Regions from separate parts of the Mus musculus genome. Here region 1 is linked to region 2. The links are chromatin contacts, called in public promoter capture Hi-C maps. All regions are on one chromosome and are shown on one strand. Each heading gives the region's core, a stretch centred on a gene start, on an enhancer-like site or on the middle of the called end of the contact. The rest is flanking DNA. Distances are from core to core; before and after follow the strand shown. Region 1 overlaps Mfsd2b (major facilitator superfamily domain containing 2B). Region 2 overlaps Itsn2 (intersectin 2).

The links. Capture Hi-C pulls out chosen DNA fragments and counts their contacts.
Region 1: a contact with region 2 is called in a promoter capture Hi-C map of liver. The contact joins two enhancer-like sites. A contact is called at or near these places in 2 of 39 promoter capture datasets (pre-B cells and stem cell-derived epiblast-like cells), 1 of 484 Hi-C or Micro-C datasets (the THB-7 cell line) and 3 of 9 other capture datasets (adipose tissue, liver and pancreatic islet).

What each region holds. Positions count from the first base shown.
Region 1 is chr12:4,862,236-4,867,230 of GRCm38.p6, forward strand. It overlaps Mfsd2b (major facilitator superfamily domain containing 2B), which reads right to left. Exons shown (of 14, transcript NM_001033488.2): 9 at 4,555-4,638; 10 at 4,214-4,294; 11 at 3,924-4,033; 12 at 3,493-3,636; 13 at 2,902-3,078; 14 at 203-1,844. The coding sequence ends at 1,820. Among named protein-coding and RNA genes, the nearest start is that of Mfsd2b, 9.6 kb to the right of the region's middle. Within about 2 kb of position 1,691, at least 46 of the 459 cell types and tissues checked have an H3K27ac peak or open chromatin away from gene starts, as enhancers often do.
Region 2 is chr12:4,678,698-4,683,589 of GRCm38.p6, forward strand. All of the region lies in intron 29 of Itsn2 (intersectin 2), which reads left to right. Among named protein-coding and RNA genes, the nearest start is that of Fam228a, 57 kb to the right of the region's middle. Within about 2 kb of position 1,449, at least 45 of the 459 cell types and tissues checked have an H3K27ac peak or open chromatin away from gene starts, as enhancers often do.

The DNA of each region.
Region 1 (4,995 bases), core at 441-2,940, 180 kb after region 2:
CCTCCAAGTCAGCTTTCAGTGTCAACCATTATAGGCTGGTGCCTTGTCAGCCATTATTAACTTGACTGACATATTCATCCTGAGGTGTACACAAGATATTTGTTAAAACCAGAAACAACCATCTATTCAGTCAGCTGACAGAGAAGGCTTGCTTGAGCCCAGGAGTTGAGCCAGCTTAAGCAACATACCTCTTTTTTTTTTTAAAGATTTATTTATTAATATACATAAGTACACTCTAGCTGTCTTCAGGCACACCAGAAGAGGGCATCAGATCTCATTACGGGTGGTGTGAGCCACCATGTGGTTGCTGGGATTTGAACTCAGGACCTTCGGAAGTGCTCTTACTCACTGAGCCATCTCTCCAGCCCGCAACATACCTCTTGTCTAGACAACTAAACTTAGATTTTTTTAAAGCAAGATTACCAGATGTGATCCATGCTTGTAATCCTGGTACTTGAGTGCTAAAGGCAGCAGGATCAGTTTAAAGCCAACCTCGGCTACATGAGACCTTGTCTCAAACTACAACAAAGTAACACTGTTCGCAGCATTTGCTGCTCTTGCAGAGGGCCTGGGTTTGGTAACCAGCACCGGTACTGGGCAGCCTACAACCCCTCACAACTATAGCTCCAGGGGCTCTGATGCCCTCTGCTGGTCTCTGCCGGCATCTACATGCATGTACACTCAGGCACAAACATATACACATAAAGGAAATAAATCTTTAGAAAAAACAAGTAAATCAAGCAGTTACTTGTGGCAAAAGTGGAAACAGGGTACAAACTTCCTTCTCTCTTGTGTGTGCTGGAGTCTGTCCTGTGGAGCAGAGCTGTCTTTATTTTGGAGGCTGAAACCAAGTTTAATGGGCTTCCAGGGTGGCAGGGAAGGAGGCGATAGGAGTGGCAAGAGGTGAGGAGAGCAATAAGGGACAAGCTGTTTGCTTTTGGGCTGGGGGTGGCCCTGATCTTTCCTACTTCATCCACACAATACGGTGCCTGATCGGTGGCTGGGGCCAGAACTATGCTTAATGGCTTCCCATCCAGGGACTCTAGCATGGGATGGTAGGGCACCCATGGTCACATTTTACCCACGTGGTAGGAAATAAGCTTTAGTTTTTATTTGCTTTGAAGACAGGGTCTCAGGTTCTTCAGGCTGGCCTCAAACTTGATATGTAGTGGAGGCTGGCCTCTAACTCATGATTTTCCTGCTTCTGTTCCCCAATGCTGGGACTGCATGTGTGCGTCACCATACCCAGCTAAACTTGTTTTTTTAAAAAAATATAAACCCCAGTGAATCTTTCTTCCCCAAAGACAGAGACCCTAGAAAACTGTAATTCCTAGTATATGGTTTTATATATACCATAGAATTTCAGAATATTTCACAATTTGTTTGTAAAAGTAGCTGGCCTCTGATGGTTCCATGTCATCCTCTGTCTATGGATAGAAGTAACCTCAACTGGTGTGAACAGAGCAAAATGCTGGATAAATACCTGCTTAGCTTCCAACATGTCCTGTTTCCTCAGCCTGACCATTTGCACTGTGTCCGGGTGGCCACTGGAGTGTGAATGCAAGCCAGGCCTGTGTCTGAATTCCTGTGTTGGAACTCTGCCATTTAGCAAAAGGAATGTACAGGGCCAGGGTAGGCAGGGCTTCCTGATGCTGGAAACCTTCCAGGAGGATGCTTTTAGAATCAGGTTTCTTGAAGGTGGAGCAGTCTGGGGTACAAGCCTGAAAGGATCCAGGTCCAACAGGCAAGGAGCTGTGGGCTAGAGAGTTCCAGAAAATGCAGGTTTCTCCTTTCCAGCTCACAGAGGTCTCCTTAAAGTTCAGGCAAGGCTGTAGCTAGTCCTCCTGAGGGGAGAAAGCCAAGGAGGAAGAGAGCGGTGAGATGAGGGTCTCCGCCCTGTCATAGAGTGCCATACAAGTTTCAGCCACTGCTCCCCGTCCTGCCAACACTCTCCACTCACAGCTCTGTTAAAGGCACAGCCCAGTCCTTTCCAAGTCCCATCAGGCAAGTCCCCTCCTCTGGGCATTGCTAGAGTGAAAGTGTCACCTCTGAACCCTTTTGCTGGAGAATGACATCATCAGCCATGAAGTGAGGGGCTGCTGATAATGCTGCCTTGTGTGGCCTGTGCAGACATGGACACCCACATGTGTATCTGTAAGTAGGAACATCTCCGGGACCAGATGGGAGCTGATGAGACAGCATACCCTTCCTGAGTACATATTTAGCCTCAGGTTCTGTGCTGAGCTCCTGGGATACCGGGATTCATGTAATATATCCCCAGCTGCAAGCTTCCTGTGCCATCCTGGGAAAGCCATGAGCACACACACCCCTCCCCCATGTAGCGGGATGAGTGGTAGAGGAAGAACAGCGCAGACAGCCACTCAGCAGTCATGAGAAGAAGGGAAGGAGGCTCCCAGGCCTGGGCAATGGTGCAGACAGTGATTCCATCTCTGAGATGGAGACAAGAAAGAGAAGCCTAGGGAGAGGATGAGCTGAGGATCCGGCTTCCCGCACCTGGCTGATGTGCCCGTGGGTCAGCAAGTACAGCCGTGCAAAAACTGATGTCCCGGGATGTGGAACTTGACAGAAGTGCAGGGTAGAGGGTGACAACACACCAGGTGTGAGGTGGTCTAGGTTTCATACATAGATGGGGTACAAGGGAGGTCCCTCACGTCTCCCATTCATGAGGTAGCTCAATTAAAATAGAAAGAAATCTAAGAACAAAGAGTGGTCTGAAATCAGGAGACTTAGCCGGCCAGTGCGGCAGGACCTGCAGGCTGCTGTTAGCTGTTGAGCAGTGTGTGTGTGTGTGTGTGTGTGTGTGTGTGTGTGTGTGTGTGTGTGTGTGTGTGATAGGTTGGTAACACTGCCCATGTGTACCCATGTGCAAACACTGCTCACCTCCGAAGGCTTAGCTGGGAGGAAGTGTCCTGACGTGGCATCTTGGGAGTGGGGCCAACCAGGAGGATGCACAGGCCAATAAGGATCATACAGGTGGGCACAGCACCGATGAGGACCTTGAGAGTGACCACCACTTCTTCTGCTTGCTGGCAGGCCCCTGCCTCATACCCTGCAAACCTGGAGAAACACCAGCAGCAGCTCTCTCATCTCGTCAGCTTTGCTGAGCATTACCCTTTGGGTGCAGAAGCCACAGACATGTCACCCCACCCTCTCCTGAAAACTCACTTCCAGCCAGGTTACCAGGGAGGAGTTGGGAGCCCGTTAGTCCTGACGATGGAGTCCCCCACACTCCATGGAGCCCCTTAGTCCTGACGATGGAGTCCCCCACACTCCATGGAGCCCCTTAGTCCTGATGATGGAGTCCCCCACACTCCATGGAGCCCCTTAGTCCTGATGATGGAGTCCCTCACACTCCATGGAGCCGAGCATCCACTCCAGGCTCATGGGTGGCTCTAGGGCGGAGGCTCTGACCTTCTCTTCCCACCCCCCTGGTCTTTTGTGCTTTTGCTACACCCCCGCCCTCGGACTGACTCCAAACTGAGGGTAGAGATGCCCAAGGCACCCGCGCCTGACAGCTTGGTGAAGAAGACGTAGGATGAGTAGAAGATGGTCTCCACGCCTGGGCCACACCGATGCTGCAGCTGAAAGTCATCCACCACATCTGGCAGCATGGACCTAGGGGCAGGGGCATGGGATCAGCCCTCTTCCCTTTGAAAAGCAGCAGCCAGCCTGCAAGTCCTCAGGAGGGCAGAGATTAAGTTGGAGTCCTCTCTGCCCAGAACAGGCCCACAACCAGCCAGCAGTATGTCTGTGTTCCCTTCAGTTTTGATGTTGGCTCCTTCTTAGAAAAGCCCAAAAGGAAGTAACTGGTGGCCCTGCACATGGAACAGGACAGCAGGAGAGAGACTCCCTTATGGAGGGATACGAGGCTCCCCAACCCCCCGTCCCATCATCCAGCCTACCAGGGTAGCAGCAGGGACACAGCAATGCTCACGCCAGAGACAAAGGCCACAACATAGGCCACCGGTGCTGAGGGCACAGCAGCCAACAAGATAGAAAAGGGCACCATCACCTGGGGAGACAGACCTGTGAGCTGACCCCTCACTGCTTCCGGGCTTGCTTTCCCCTTAGGAAGCTCAGCCCTGTACCTGGTCCCATGCTCGGCCCAGCAGATACAAGGGAGCCCTGTTAGGCTCAGACTCCACGGTTACCTCCTCAGCCACCCTCAGGCCTTGCTTTTTGCTTCACTCACACAGATGCCGAATGCAGATGTCTTCTTCCCAAATCGCTGGAGAACCCACTCCCACAGTGGGGTGCTCAGCACAGCTGAGACCTGTGAGCAGACAGCATCATTCCACCAGGGTCCTGAAGGCCACACCTCCCAGATCTCAAAGCCCTGGCTTTTACGTAGGACACCTAACCTCAAACTGTCTGCTTTGAACCAGTAGCTACTAACTTTGAGCCTAGCCCCCAACTCCTCCCTCGGCTGGAATGAGATTAAAACAAAATGTGACTATTAAAACTTTAGCCCTTGAGGTTCTCAGCTCAGGCTCCCCAGGGCTCCAGCCTCCTCCACCTCCTTGGTCCCCTTACCAGAATGATGAGCACCAAGTTCTGAACATGATCTTGGAGCTTAGAGGCGTGTGTACAGAACAGGACTAGGTAACTTTGTTCCACCTGAGGAGATGCACAGGAAACTGTCATATACAGTGAATGGCAGAAATTCGGAAGTCATGTGTAAGAGACAGTCTCCAGTAGATCCTCTCCTTTGAGTCCTTGAACTCAAAGGATTCCCCCCAAAGTAGATATGGGCCATTTCTAGTGCACTGTCTCCATTCACATAGCTAAGATCAAGTGGACTTTTATTAGATTTCAGGTACTAAGAGGATGCCATCCCAGACACCGCTAACTTCCCAGAAGCCTCAGTCACACGAGCTTCACCCAGCACTAGCCTGTCTCAGCCTACAAAAGAAGGCACTATGATGTACGCTTGTAATCCCACCATTGTCATGGAGGCAGGAGAGTCAGGACCTG
Region 2 (4,892 bases), core at 199-2,698:
AGAAAGGAGATGAGTGACATACAATCGTTTACATTGTTCTTATAAGTGCATGCAATCTGTTGCAATCCCTCATCCAGCCGTGTGTTTGCTTTCTTCCTGATTTAAAGTAAGGCAGCTTCTGTTGCTTAGGACTTTCTTGGAGACATAATTTACACATTAGAACACAGTGGATCAACTTGAACTTGTAGGATACACCAGTTTAAGAGCACACTGTGTGACAGGCATTTCTAAAGCATGCACTTGAACTTGATGGGTGTTCCAGCAGTGAAGAAAAGGCTATAGCCAAAGCTGTTATTTTAGAAAATTTAAAACCTAAAAGTTAACCTTATTGATCATATACTTTCTCTGATTCTTTGAGAAATTTTGAAATAATGTAATACTTAAAACAGTAATTGTTTTAAAATACAACGCGATACTAGAGTTCAAAAGAAAATGATTAGGGCTGAGAGAAAAGGCAGAGAAAGAAATGGCAGGTCCAGTCCAAAGCTTTATTTGCCAAGTTTTCTTAGATGAAATTTACCAAGTTATGAGTTCTTGTAAATACGTAACAGAATACTGAGACCCTGTGCCTGAATGGCATTATTAGATGCTGCTGTGATGCTGCTGTGATGTAATAAACTATTAACTTGTTGCAAAGTGATGTATTTGCCTTAAATTTTTATTTTGTGTGTCTTGAAAACTATAGTATTAAAGGTATTGAGATTGTGCAAATGCTGGGCACGCTTGGCATGAAATAATCTGTTTTTATTTTTACACAATTGTAATATAACTATGCAAGTGTGTTTATTAAAAGAACACAAACTCCATTACTTGTATTGTGTATTTCTTTTGAAGCATCCTTTTAAGTCTTACTTTAATTATTTGTATAATAAGTGTGATTAAGTGACTTTGGGACTTTGTTTTTCTCTTAGTGTAATCTCAGGGTACAGACCAGTAGTCAAGATTTACATAATTTGAGATAATTATACATATCTCAAAAGCAAAAGAGATTTTTACTTTGCTATTGCTATGCTGTTGCATAGAGAAGATAACTATAATCAAAGATAATAGCAATATTTTATTTGCAGTTTTTCCACAATTTTTTTAAATATCAAAAGAAACTTAGAAGACATTTTAGTAAAAACTAAGAGGCTAATAGAAGACCCTGCAGCAGAAGACCCTGCTGCAGTAGTTCTTAGATGCCAAAGGAGAGCGAGGACAAGCTAGCGTGGCATTTGCCATGGAATGGGGGCAGAAGCACATAATGTAAGTCCCAGCACCGTGGCAGACTTGTTTTTCTTGTGCACCAGGAGAGCAGAGGAGGAGTGCCTAGTTGCACCCTAGATTGGTGAGGCAGAGAAGACTTGCTGGAATGCGGGCAGCAGCTGACAGACCATGAGATAAGTAGGAGGAAGCCTGGCTCAGTGCAGATGAGGAATAATCTACACACACTAAAGTGCTGGGGTGGGCAGGAGGCATGATAAGACACTTCAGTACTGTGAGGGTGGAACTGTGAAGCCACGGGAAAGTAGAGGCTCAGACACAAGTGCGGATAACAGTTCTCTAGCTTGGCCATGTTGGAAGCTCTGAAATGCTAATGAGTCCTAGGCAGCATGGTCTGAAGTTCAGCGTGAGCATGGGGATGTTTTCCAAGTGTCCCAGATGATGCTGGTCTGCTCTGCATCAGAGTGAAGAAACTGTGTCAAAGCTAAGGGGAACTTGGTATTCCTTAGGCACTGATGCAATGGGAGGGAGTGGGATAGAATCCCTGTGCCGTGAACGGAGCCAGAGGTGGGGGAAGAAGGTGAGTTGGCTTTTGTTTTGTTTTGTTTTTCCTATAAAGGACTATCCTGATAGAGTTGCCTAGCTATTTAGGAAGATGTATCCCAGAAGCACAGCACTAAATGCACACCAGCTGGAGTTGGCACCATTGTGCATACTTGTAGCTTTTCCATAGTTGAGACTCCGTAGGGAAAGGATCTTCCTGTGTGATCTTCAGCCAGGGCTGAGAAGTAGGAGGACCCAGGATAACAGGCAGCAGGATTTGTGAGAGTGGAGTGCTGTGGAACTACCATTTAGAAAACAAGCAGACCCTGCCTGTGTCAAAAATGGGACTCCTTAGATACTCTCTTAAGATCCATGAACAAAATGACTCATTCATTTTTACAGATGGGAAAATTAAAATGAGCTAAAGTCCCAATAAGGGACAAGTTGGCTTAGTGAGGCTGGCTTCTGAGTTCATGCTGTGAACGTCATATACTTGTGTGCTAAAGCTACTGCCATCTCTATCATCATAACGTCTGGCAGTGCACATTGCTCCTACCAGTAAAAAGAGGAGAAACACACAGAGAAAAGGCCAGAATGAAGTATAAGAGCAAGAGCCTGTGGTGATAGCATCCAGGAGAAGATTGCCCATAGTCACTGTCTTATTGAGTGTGATTCATATACCCCTTTAACGTGTACAACTCAGTGGCCTTAATGTATTACAGTCATGCAGCCATTGCTGTAATCAATTAGAAAATATTTTCATCACCTCAAAAGACCTTTAAATTATCACTCTCTTATCACCTTGTAACCACATACATACACACAACATACATAGTCCTTAGCCCTCCGAATCCACTAATCCACTCTATGTCTGCATGTGTTTGCCTGATTTGGACATTCCTCCTCTGTGTTAGAAGATGTGTGGGCAATTGTGATTGACTTATTTCTCATAACATCTAAGTTGTAGGATGTATCAATACATTATTGCATTTTATGGCCAGGTTAAAATTTTATTGTTTGGCTCTGCCGTGTTTTGGGTTCCTTTGGAAAATACCAAAGCACATGGTTTCCAGGTCTCATAGTGTGATGTTTTGTAAGAGCCACACTGTTCCAAAGTGGCAGCACCATGCGTTGCTCCAGCTATGCCCCAGCAGTGAAGGAATCCCTGTTGCCTCAGGCCGTTCAGCATTTGCTGTTGTGTTGTGGCCTCTGGCCAAGCTAATGCGCGCTGGTCTTGTTTACTATACCTTCCCCTGAAGATAGGTGGTATACGGAATCCCTTTTTTTAAGGAGGGATCTTGCTCAGTAGCCCTGGTTGGCCCTGAATTCAGAGATGTGCTTACCTCTGCTTCCCGACAGTCAGGATTAAAGGTGAGCACCCCAGCAGTGTTCATGCACTCCCTTGCCACCTACACATCTTCTTTGGTGAGGTACTAAGGTGTATGGCCTGTTCTTTAAGTCAGATGTTTTGTTTGTTGTTGAGTTAGTTGTATATGTTGGGTCAGGTGTCGGGTTTGTAACTATTTTCTTACAGTCTGTGACTTGTCTTTTTTTCTCTCTCTTGACCCTGTCTTTCATAAAACAAAAATTTAGATTTTAGTAAAGTCCAGCTTGTGAAGTTCCCTGTAGACTATGCCTTTGTGTCATATTCTAAGTTATCACTTACCCTAAAGCCACATAGATTTTTTTTATCCTCTTATCTTCCGTGAGCTCTACATTTTTGTGGCTCACATTTGGTACTCGAGGATGGTGCATTTTCAGGTCCTTTTAATGAGGAATAGGTCTAGCTAGGGCAGCACTTCTCAACCTGAGGGTCGCAACCTCTTTGTGTGCCAAATGACCCTTCCACAGGGGATGCTTATCAGATGTCCTGCACATCAGACATTTACATTAAGATTCATGACAGTAGCCAGGTGTGGTGGTGCACGTCTTTAATCCCAGCACTCGGGAGGCAGAGGCAGGCGGATTTCTGAGTTCGAGGCCAGCCTGGTCTAAAAACTGAGTTCCAGGACAGCCAGGGCTACACAGAGAAACCCTGTCTCGAAAAAGAAAAGAAATGGAAAGGAAAGGAAAGGAAAGGAAAGGAAAGGAAAGGAAAGGAAAGGAAAGGAAAGGAAAGGAAAGGAAAATAATTGTACGGTTGGGAGTCACCACAGCATGAGGAACCGTATTGAAGGGTTGCAGCATTAGGAAGGCTGAGCACCATTGGTGTAGCAATCATATGACCCAGTCATCTGTTGAGATCCCTCTCTTTGTTATTGCCTGTGCTTCTGCTTCTGCATCAGATCAGGTGGATGTTGTCTGAGTCAATCTCTGTGTTTCCTTGGTCTCATTGGTCAGTCCATCTGCCCATTCTCTTGCTCAGACCACACTGTCTTGGTTCTTGCAGTCCAGTACTGGGTCTTTTCCTTTTTTCATACTATGGTAGTATTCTGGGTCCTTTGCCTCACCATGTAAATGTCAGGATTAATTGTGAATCATTTTTCTTTGTCTTAAACAAGAACAAGAAATCATGAGATGTTATAATGAGAGAGACTTCAGTTCACACTGTTGTCAAAAGGCGATAGTCACTCAGTGTCTCAACGAAAGTGAAGAAGCAGAATGACCCTGGGAGGCCATGCCTTGTCTGTCACTGAGGATGAAAGCCACAGTGCACATTTGGCAAGGAAGCACTAGCTCACTGCACAACACATAGTAAGTTCTAGAGATAATAGCTAACATGTTGTGAACATTTTTGTGCAGTACATAGTGAACTAGGCATTTGGGGTTGACAGATTGGAGCTCAAGTCCATCTCGACTCTGGAATTCATGTTTCTAGGCCCCCACCCCCATCTTCTTTTCCTTAACTAGAACCTGCTTTTCCTGCAAACCAGAGAAGTAGAACCATCACCATCGAGGTGAGGAGAAGTGATGGGCGTCAGCTTTGGGCGAATCCAGGTTGGCCAAGTTACATTCAGAACTCTGGAGGAGCCTGCTGCTGGATCCGAGTGTTACCCTGAAATCAGAGTCAGGAGATGCTAAGTAATAGCTGTGTCCTGAACTCACAGTGTAGGGTGCTCTCCAGCTATGGAATCATGGACAGTAGAAATATGAGCTGTATGAGTGTTCTGGGGGAGGGGAGATAAGAGGCGTGTAGGCGATTCAGT